Regions from separate parts of the Sus scrofa genome. Here all the other regions are linked to region 3. Evidence: chromatin contacts called from public HiChIP or PLAC-seq data. All regions are on one chromosome and are shown on one strand. The core of a region is the stretch at or near the end of the contact, and the rest is flanking DNA. Distances in the headings are between cores, read along the strand shown. Region 1 has its middle 23 kb from the start of ASB1. Region 2 holds the start of ASB1 (ankyrin repeat and SOCS box protein 1). Region 3 holds the start of ILKAP (integrin-linked kinase-associated serine/threonine phosphatase 2C).

Region 1 (2,702 bases), core at 80-2,579, 190 kb before region 3:
ACTTAAGTCCTCTCTCCGGGGTGAACCTCCCGAGGCTTTACGAGGTGAGGCTCTTGACTGAAGGTTTTCTCGCGACAGCTGCTCTCAGAGGCCTTTCCCTGGGGTGAACATCCCAGGGCTGAACGAAGCTCTTTGGGGAGAGGCTTTTCCCCTTCTCTGCATTCATGAGGTCTTCCTGTGTGTGAATCTGTCAGGGGTGAATGAGGCTGGACCTGCAGCTTAATGCCTTCTCACCCTGGTCGGACTTAACAGACTTTGAGGCAACCCAAGTTTGAAGTTTTGGCAGGAGGTCTTCCCACGTTTGCTGCACTCTGAACACCTTTGTAGGCTGTGAACTTCCCAGAGCTAAATCAGACCTTTGGCAAAGGGCTCTCATTCCATGGATTCAAAGGGACTTTCTCTAGTATAAACTTTCTGAGGCTGAGGGAGCCGAGCAGTGTGGCTACCGGCTCTCTGACACTTACTGCACTAACTGGGCCTTTCTGTCCTGCACCAAACAAGTGTGTTTTCTTCGCTGAATGCATCCTTCCCCCAGCGGCTGCACTCAAAAGGCCCTTCGCCAGTGTGGATTCTGAGGGGGGGTTAAGTGCATTCAGACCCCCCCCCCGGCTGGGGCTGCCTGGGCTCCCTCACACTGGATGCACTGCCCAGGGTCTAAGGGCTCCCCGCCCCCGCGCCCCTACCTGGCCGCCCCCTCCTGTGGTTGGCCTGGCGCCGTCTTCCAGCGCCGGGGAACCTGTCCCCCCCGCACACTAGGGCGTTCTCTGACACGTGGCTCCACAGCGCTCCACGAGGCCCTACCCTGCCCGCTTTTGCAGGGTTTCTCCGCGGTGCTGCTTTGGCGCCGGGAAAACGGAAGCTTCCTCCTGACGGCAGCTTCTGCCGGCTGCGGCGCCCCGGTCCTCAGCCTGGGCCACACGCCGCACGGTACGGGTCTGAGTGGACAGACGTGCGTGGGGAGCCCCGACCCGACACCCTCTTACAAAAACACAGCGCTCAGAAGGTGCCCCCTCTGCTTCACACCAACCACCCGGGGCCACAAGTGAAACGTTCCCCGCGTCGGATCGCCACCAGCAGGCCCCGAACCCAATCAAGGCGCCGCTCGGCCTCCCGGGCCACATCCTGAGACCACCCGGCCCTGCCAGAGGAGGGGCGCCAGCCGGGAATCCCCCGGCACGGCCCCCACGCACCTCCCTGCTGGATCCGAGCTGCACAGACCCCAGGGCGGAAGCGACCCCGGGAGGACGGCTCCGGAAGTCCCGCCCCACGCCGCCGGACGCACAGGAACACCCCCTCCTGGATTGGCCCGACACGGGTGTGACGTAGGTCAGAATGGGCGCTAAGAGATGGCGTTCCCACGCGGGGCGGGGCTTCACTGCCTCTTAAAGGAGACGCGCCAAGATTTCCGGGACAAGTACTAAATGCCACTTGCTGAAGGGCAGTGGCTGCCCTGGTGGCTGTGAGAGCACCTTCTTAAATTGGGTGTTGTTTTTCTAGGAAGGTGACCGTTTCTTCTGAATTCTCACATTACTATCAAAAAGTTGTTATAATATGTCCTCTCATCTTTTTACATGGTCGGTAAAATTTCCCTTTTAAATACTGGATTTGTACGCTTTTTGTCCTGACACCTCTCTGGAGGTGTATCGTTTCAGTTCTTTGGAAAGACGCACATTTTGTCTTTGTTGCTGCCTCCGTTGGTTGTAATGAATTCTGCTCTGTAGTATCTAGCTTTTACCCCACACACTCCACCTTCCATGCCCCCGTAACAGCGCGGTAGGTAGTAGGTTGCTGTTATTAGGACTGAGGCCTCCAGTGTTACTGGGATAACGTCTTCCTGCCTCGCCCAGCCTCTCGTGTTCCTTGGAGTTCTGTCCCCTGCTTTCCTAGGTACTCGTCAGTAAGTCAAGCCCAACTCCTATCCACATATGCAGAGACCACAGGTGTTCTGTAACTGAGACACCTTCTCCGGAGCCTCAGCCTCCGCACATCTGATCCCGACTGGGCATCTACTGTGCCTGAGGCTCGGCTGCCATCCTGAGAGTTTTCACCACGCTGCTGCGGAGTCACCTTGCCTCTCTTGTTGGACCCACATTTCCTGAATACCAGGCTTTCTCCTTTCTTGGTTTACTCCCTCATTCTGGAATAATACATCCTCTAATAGTTTTCTAAGAAAGGATGTGTGGAGTGTAAGTTTTTAAAGAAACTGCAAGTCTTCAGCTTGACTTTTGTATGTATTTCCCTCAGAATTCTGAGAGGGTCGAATCCCTCTATTGCCCAGTGTGGCATTTGAGGATTCCTGATCCTCAAAGCTGTTCTGAAGCCTGATCCTTTGTATGGTGTCTTGTTCATACTCTCAGGAAGTTACAGAGTCCTCTTTCTCCCCAGTGTTCTGAAATTCCATGGTGATGTGCCAAGGCAAAGCTATTTCTCCTTCCACTGTGTTAGTACGAGGCTGGTCCTTACAATTTGGAAACCCAGCCTTCACTCAGAATTCTCTTGAATTATGTATTGGAATCCACTACTAGCTGGGGGGGACTGGCCATATTCAGTGTCGGTTCGTATCTCAAGCTATTTCCTTTTAGGCTGGTGAGACTCCTCAAGACGCCTTTTCTCCTTTATTTCCTGCCTGGAGGGTAGAGCCTGTTTCCAGAGCCAAGGGAGCCAACGGTTTTACGTGGGGAGGGCTGATGCCACAACTCCCT
Region 2 (2,707 bases), core at 117-2,616, 170 kb before region 3:
CAGAGTCAACACCAGCCAAAGCCCAGGATGGAAGGGGCTTTATCTGGCTTAGTTTTGTTCACTGGGGGACCCCCAGCCCCAGCCGGGTCCAGCCAATAGCACGGATGAAAGGATGGAGGTAGGGTAGAAAAGCACTGCCTCCAACGTTCTCCAAACCAACACCGTATCTTAAATTACGGCGCATTTAAGAAGAATAAACATCTTAGCGTACTGCCAATAAACTCTTAGAAGGGGTGTCTCTCCAAAGACAGAGACGTGCGTGTAAAGCGCAGAGCACACATGAGCATGTGGTGCACGCGGCAAATTCGGCCAACAGGAAAGGAAGGATCCCTCCGCAGGTTAAGAGGGCGCCTCTCCTGCACGCGGGCAAACGCACTTACTCTGCAAATGCACTTTTGCGCAGTAGGACTGTTTCAAGCTGGAGCCCCTCGGTCTGATGGCCATTTTGGGTAACGGGCGTGAGCTTTTCTAGCCTCCAAACCGAACTGTGTCGGGGCTGCCTCCTCTGCCGTGGGGGGGGGGGGGGCAAAGGCCCCGGACGTGCTGTGTCACTGACAGCTCGCCGGGGGTGGCATTATCGCTGTGTCCCTCGCCTATGCGTGCGGGGGGCGGGGGTGCCGACAGCACCGAGAAAAAGCACCGCCCTCCGAGGGGCCGACGGGGGCTTTCCTGCCCGGGGCGCTCCACGCTGGAAGATGACCCCCGTCCTGTCTTTACAGTCGGGGTCCCATCACACCCTAGAGGCTAGCGGGCTGGCGGTTACCATGCAAGCTCCACAGGAGAGGAAGCCGGCGCGCGGGCGCTTCTCGCGAAGCCGCGGAGCGGGGCTCCGGCGGCGACCGCGGCTCCGTGGGCCCAGCCCGGGCGCAGCTCCCCGGCCCCAGCACCCCCGCCGCCCCACGGCCCGACGGCCGCGCGCACGTTACCTGCGGGCCCCGGCCCGGCCCGCCCGCCGCCCTCCGCCATGGGCTCCGGCCTTCGGCCCGTCCGCGGCCCGCCTCTCCCCCTGACCGGCCCGAGGGCGCCCCGCGACCGGAAGCAGCGCGGCCGCGACCACTTCCGGCGGCCGCGGCAGGTGGGCCGCGTCGGGGGCACGGCTTCCGGCGGGCGGGCGCGCGCCTCCTTCAGGGGCTTCTGCAGCTTCTTGCCGGGCCCCGGGGCCTCCGCTTGCCGCCTCGCCTCCCCACGTCGGGACGAACGAGCGCCGGCGCCGGGGCGCGCGCTCGGGGGCGCGGGCTGTCGGGGGCGCGCGCCGTCGGACTCCCCAACGGCCGCGTTTCTCCACTGAAGCAGTAAAGGAGTCTGGGAAAACAGGTCCCCGGTGGGGGGCGGAGCCTAATTTGCATGCCATCCCCTGAGAGCTCTGGTTGGTAGGACCCGTCCCCGCCCCCACGAAAAAGGCGTGGTCTTCTGCCGGGAGGCGCGCTGCGGGTGGGGCCGCGGGAGACTTTGACTTGGGTTCGAATCCCACCAGAGCCAGGCGGATGGGGTGTCCCCTGGGAGTACCGGCTAGAGGAGGCCTGCACGAGACAGCAATGGGTCAGCTTGAGAGTGTCCCCGCGCTCCCAGACGTGGGCTAAGAGCAGCCCCGGAAGAGCGTGGACGCAAAGGCACGGGGACTGCCAGCTCTGTTCCTTGTAACAGGCTCTGTTGAAGAGGCCCCGCACGGCTGGGCATGTATTACTGTGGGATTGTTCGAATTCTCCCCCAAAATTCCTTCCATGAAATCAGGAATCATGTCTAACAAATTATAGCCCAGTGCCTGACACAAAAGTGTTAAATCAATTAGTGATCAAAGGAATAACTTCTTGCATGTTCCATGATTAAAATATTGTCGAACAATGTGTGTTAAGTTTTGGATGGTAAACAGGGATTCCTTGGGCTGCTTCCAGGCTCCCCACCAGGCACAGAGAAGGCCTCTGCAGGAGAAGGAGGAGGGCTCCAGGGAGGGGGCGCCAGGGCAGGCAAAGTGGTGGCCCCAAGTTTTAGAGATGGGCAAGCAGGAGCTCCAGCCCGGACCGCTGAGTGTGAGGTCAGAGTGCCCCTCTGGTGGCCTGTCTTTGTCGTAAGAACGGGCCGGGACTGGAATGAGGGGAGCCACAGACAGGACCGGCATCCACAGCAGAAATGCTCAAATGCACTGGTGGCACCACAGGGGCTGCCGGCCTGTGGGGCATTTGCTGGTGGGAGGGAGCTTCCTGCAGCTCTGTTTGGACTTGATAACAGCAGAGAGCACCACCGGCAGGAAGGCCAGGATAGATTCTGGAGGGGCTGCTCTCCTGGGAGCCTGGGTCACGCCCCGCCCTCTGGCCCTCCAGCAGAACACCTGCCTGGAAGCTTGGAAACAACCCAAGTGTCCATCAGCGATGGGTGGGTAACCGCGTGATCTATCCCCCCAGTGGGATATTACTCAGCCTTAAAAGGGAAGGAAATTCTGGCACCGGGTACAACATGCATCGACCTTGAGGACAGGATGCTAAGAGAAAGCAGCCAGTCACCAAAAGACTAATACTCTTTGATTCTGCACCTGAGGTTCCTAGAGTATCAGATTCATAGAGACGGAATGTAGGATGGTGGTGCCAGGGGCTGGGGGTGGGGTGTTGGGGGAGGTGGTTTAATGGGCCCAAAGTTTCGGTTTGGGAAGATGATAAAATTCCAGGTTGGTTGCACAACAGTGGGAGTGAATTTAGTACAGAACTGTACACTG
Region 3 (2,700 bases), core at 98-2,597:
GTTACGGGTGAGGGGAGAGCAGAGAGGATTTCACAAAGAGGAGGCGAACGGTCAATGAGATGAGACCTGTGGGCTTGCTGGGTCCAACAATGTCCTAAGCCAGAGATGGCCAGAGGCACAGCTGTAGTTGACCAAGTTGGGTTTCTTATTCATCCCAGCGAGGAAAACCGTTGCTGGAAATCTCAGTAAAGCAATGCACAAAGGACTAGAAGGTCTGCGTTCACGTTCACTGATTTGGGAAACACTTAGGGAAGTGGAGCTTTGCTCTGGATTGGATGTCAGAACTGGGGGGCGATGCCTCCACCGGATGTCTTACTGTCAGGTCTGAAAGGCAGGACCACTAGACAAAGGCTGCACTTGTAACTGGTAAAGAAGCAGCAGTCACTCTTAATCGGCAAGACAGGTTTTTTGTTTGTTTTTTTAGGGCTGCAGTTGCCTCATATGGAGGTTCCTAGGCTATTGGTTGAATTGGAGCTGCAGCTGCAAGCCTACAACACAACCGCAGCAACGTGGGATCTGAGCTGCATTTGCAACCTACACCACAGCTCACAGCAACACTGGGTTTTTAACCCACTGGGCGAGGCCAGGGATCGGACCCGCATCCTCATGGATACTAGTCGGGTTCTTTATCACTGAGCCAGGACGGGAACTCCCGGGTGTCTGGTCATTTTTGTGGCTTCGACTATGTTCATCTTTTGACCGGGTTCGGACATGAGTGGAAGGGCCTCCTTTTTTGCCTTGACCTGTCCTCAGAGCCCGAGGTGGATGTTTTATGAAACTGTGCTTGTTCAATAGAGCACCGAGGCCCAGCTGCGTGTGCCGGGCCAGCGCCCTGATGTCCTCCTTCCCCTCCCCCCCGTGCCCGGATGGATGCAGACAAGCCGAGGGATGCCTCCTCTCCACCCTGCATCTTAAGGAGCCGCTGTCCTAACTCACCGGGCCGCTCCATCAGGCCTGGAATGGGCTGGTGTGAGCATGACGGAACGGACCCATGTGAAAACCCCATAACGTCTTCCTGGCCGTCAGGGCTCACTGCAGCTGCCCTTGAGCTCAGGCATTTCTCTCCTGAAGGCCTTCTCAACCTCGGAGGCCGGTGCCCAGGAGGAGGAGGAGGAGCCCGAGCCCGAGGCCCCCGAGAAACATGGCGCCTTCCGCGGCGCGTCAGCCCCGCCTGCCCAGGTACCAGCTCCCGCCCCGAGAACAGGGTAGACGTGCGCGTGCGCGCCGCCAGCCCCGCCCCCTCGCCGCCCCGCCCCGTCCCGCCCCGCGCGCGCGCAGGCCTCTGGGGCGGCCTGGCCACGCCGCGCGCCGATTGGTGGCGTTCCGGGCCCGCCTTCGGGTGATTGACGGCTCGGGGCCACCACCGCCCCGCCGCTGCCACTGCCGCTGCTGCTGCCGCCGCCGCCGCCGCCGACGCCGCTGCAGGGTGTGGAGCCCGCCGCCGCTCGCGGGCTGCGCGTCTGCCGCCGCCGCCGCTGCTGCCCAGCCTCCGCCATGGACCTGTTCGGGGACCTGCCGGAGCCCGAGCGCTCGCCGCGCCCTGCTGCCGGTAAGCGGGTGGCCGCCGGCCAGCGAGGGGAAGGAGGCCGGAGGGCGGGTGGCGGCGGCCTGCAGGCCCGCGGCGCCTGAGGCGGGCGGCGGGGGAGCGCGAGGGCGAGCGCGGGGGCACCGGCTCCGGGGCTCGGGCGCCTCCGCCATGTTCGCTGCGCAGGAGGAAAGGCCGCCGCGTCCTTTGTGTGCGGCCTCCACGTGCGGCCGCCCAGGGCCCGCGGTCCCCGCCGGCCCGCACGCCGGGCCCGCTCCCCGCCCGGAGCCGCCCCCGCGCGGCCCGGCCTGCGCTCGAAGCGCTCGCAGGGGCGACGACGTTATTCGGGGCGCTCCCCGCGCGGCGCCTCCTGCTTTGTGTTTTGTTGTCGCGCCCGAGGTTGCAGGGATCACCCACTTGGGCGCCCGCGGCTTGGAGGCCCGAGAGGATTTCTTCTCTGCCCCTCTGCTTTTAGCGTCTGATTCACAGCACTTGGGTGTGCTTTTCGGGGTCCCGGGAAGTGCCCCGCTCCCCGAAGTGCAGAGCGTCATCCCGGGGCCGCTCAGCTCCCGGAGCTGGGGTTTGAGCTCCACGTTTTAGCAGCGTGGGGACCGTCTGGTTGGTGCTGTAGGTCAGCCGCGCCGGGTCGCAGTTGGCAGAGGACCCGCTACGGTTTTCACGTGCAAGGTCTTCAGCCGGACGCTGTGACTTAGGGCTTTCTTTCCAAGCCAAACTCGGTGGCGGAGAACGTGGAAAAGCAAAAGCAAGTTCAGATACTCCAGGCTGGCCTCAGCCCCGCTGCGTCTGAAAGCCCGGCGGGAGCGCCCTGCCTCGGGGTCGTGAAACCTGCAGGGGACTTTTGACAGCCCAGCAGGGGTCCGGAGACCCGCGGTTTGGGAACTACTGCTGCGGGGAACACGGAGGGCACCGAGACCCAGCCTTTGCTTTCAAAGAGCCGGATTCTGAGTGCAAGCGACTAAAATCGGAGAGGGCTGGAGGTGATGATGACTGTGGGAACTGCTGCTGTCCCGAGAAGCCGTGTTCGTAGTTCGTGGCCGGTGGAGAAGGAGGCGGAGCTGGAATTGGCCTCTGACGACGGGGCGGACTTGTGACGGGTCCTACCAGGGCGGGAGGAGCAGTGCCACCCGGGGCCCTAACTGTGGTCCCCTTGGGAG

The links. HiChIP or PLAC-seq counts read pairs in DNA pulled down with a chosen protein or histone mark.
Region 1: an H3K27ac HiChIP or PLAC-seq map of alveolar macrophages shows a contact between it and region 3. The contact joins the enhancer-like site here to the promoter of ILKAP in region 3. A contact is called at or near these places in 2 of 5 promoter capture datasets (fetal liver and liver), 4 of 47 Hi-C or Micro-C datasets (embryonic fibroblasts, epiblast stem cells, heart right ventricle and 1 more) and 1 of 2 datasets of contacts at active chromatin or transcription factors (alveolar macrophages).
Region 2: an H3K27ac HiChIP or PLAC-seq map of alveolar macrophages shows a contact between it and region 3. The contact joins the promoter of ASB1 here to the promoter of ILKAP in region 3. A contact is called at or near these places in 1 of 47 Hi-C or Micro-C datasets (epiblast stem cells) and 1 of 2 datasets of contacts at active chromatin or transcription factors (alveolar macrophages).

What each region holds. Positions count from the first base shown.
Region 1 is chr15:137,952,673-137,955,374 of Sscrofa11.1, reverse strand. No RefSeq gene overlaps it. Among named protein-coding and RNA genes, the nearest start is that of ASB1, 23 kb to the right of the region's middle. Within about 2 kb of position 1,329, at least 51 of the 83 cell types and tissues checked have an H3K27ac peak or open chromatin away from gene starts, as enhancers often do. A contact at or near this core is called in alveolar macrophages, embryonic fibroblasts, fetal liver and 2 more, where this site is marked.
Region 2 is chr15:137,930,078-137,932,784 of Sscrofa11.1, reverse strand. ASB1 (ankyrin repeat and SOCS box protein 1) reads right to left here and starts at 1,366. Exons shown (of 7, transcript XR_002339448.1): 1 at 927-1,366.
Region 3 is chr15:137,764,405-137,767,104 of Sscrofa11.1, reverse strand. ILKAP (integrin-linked kinase-associated serine/threonine phosphatase 2C) reads left to right here and starts at 1,347. Exons shown (of 12, transcript XM_003133772.6): 1 at 1,347-1,549. The coding sequence starts at 1,495.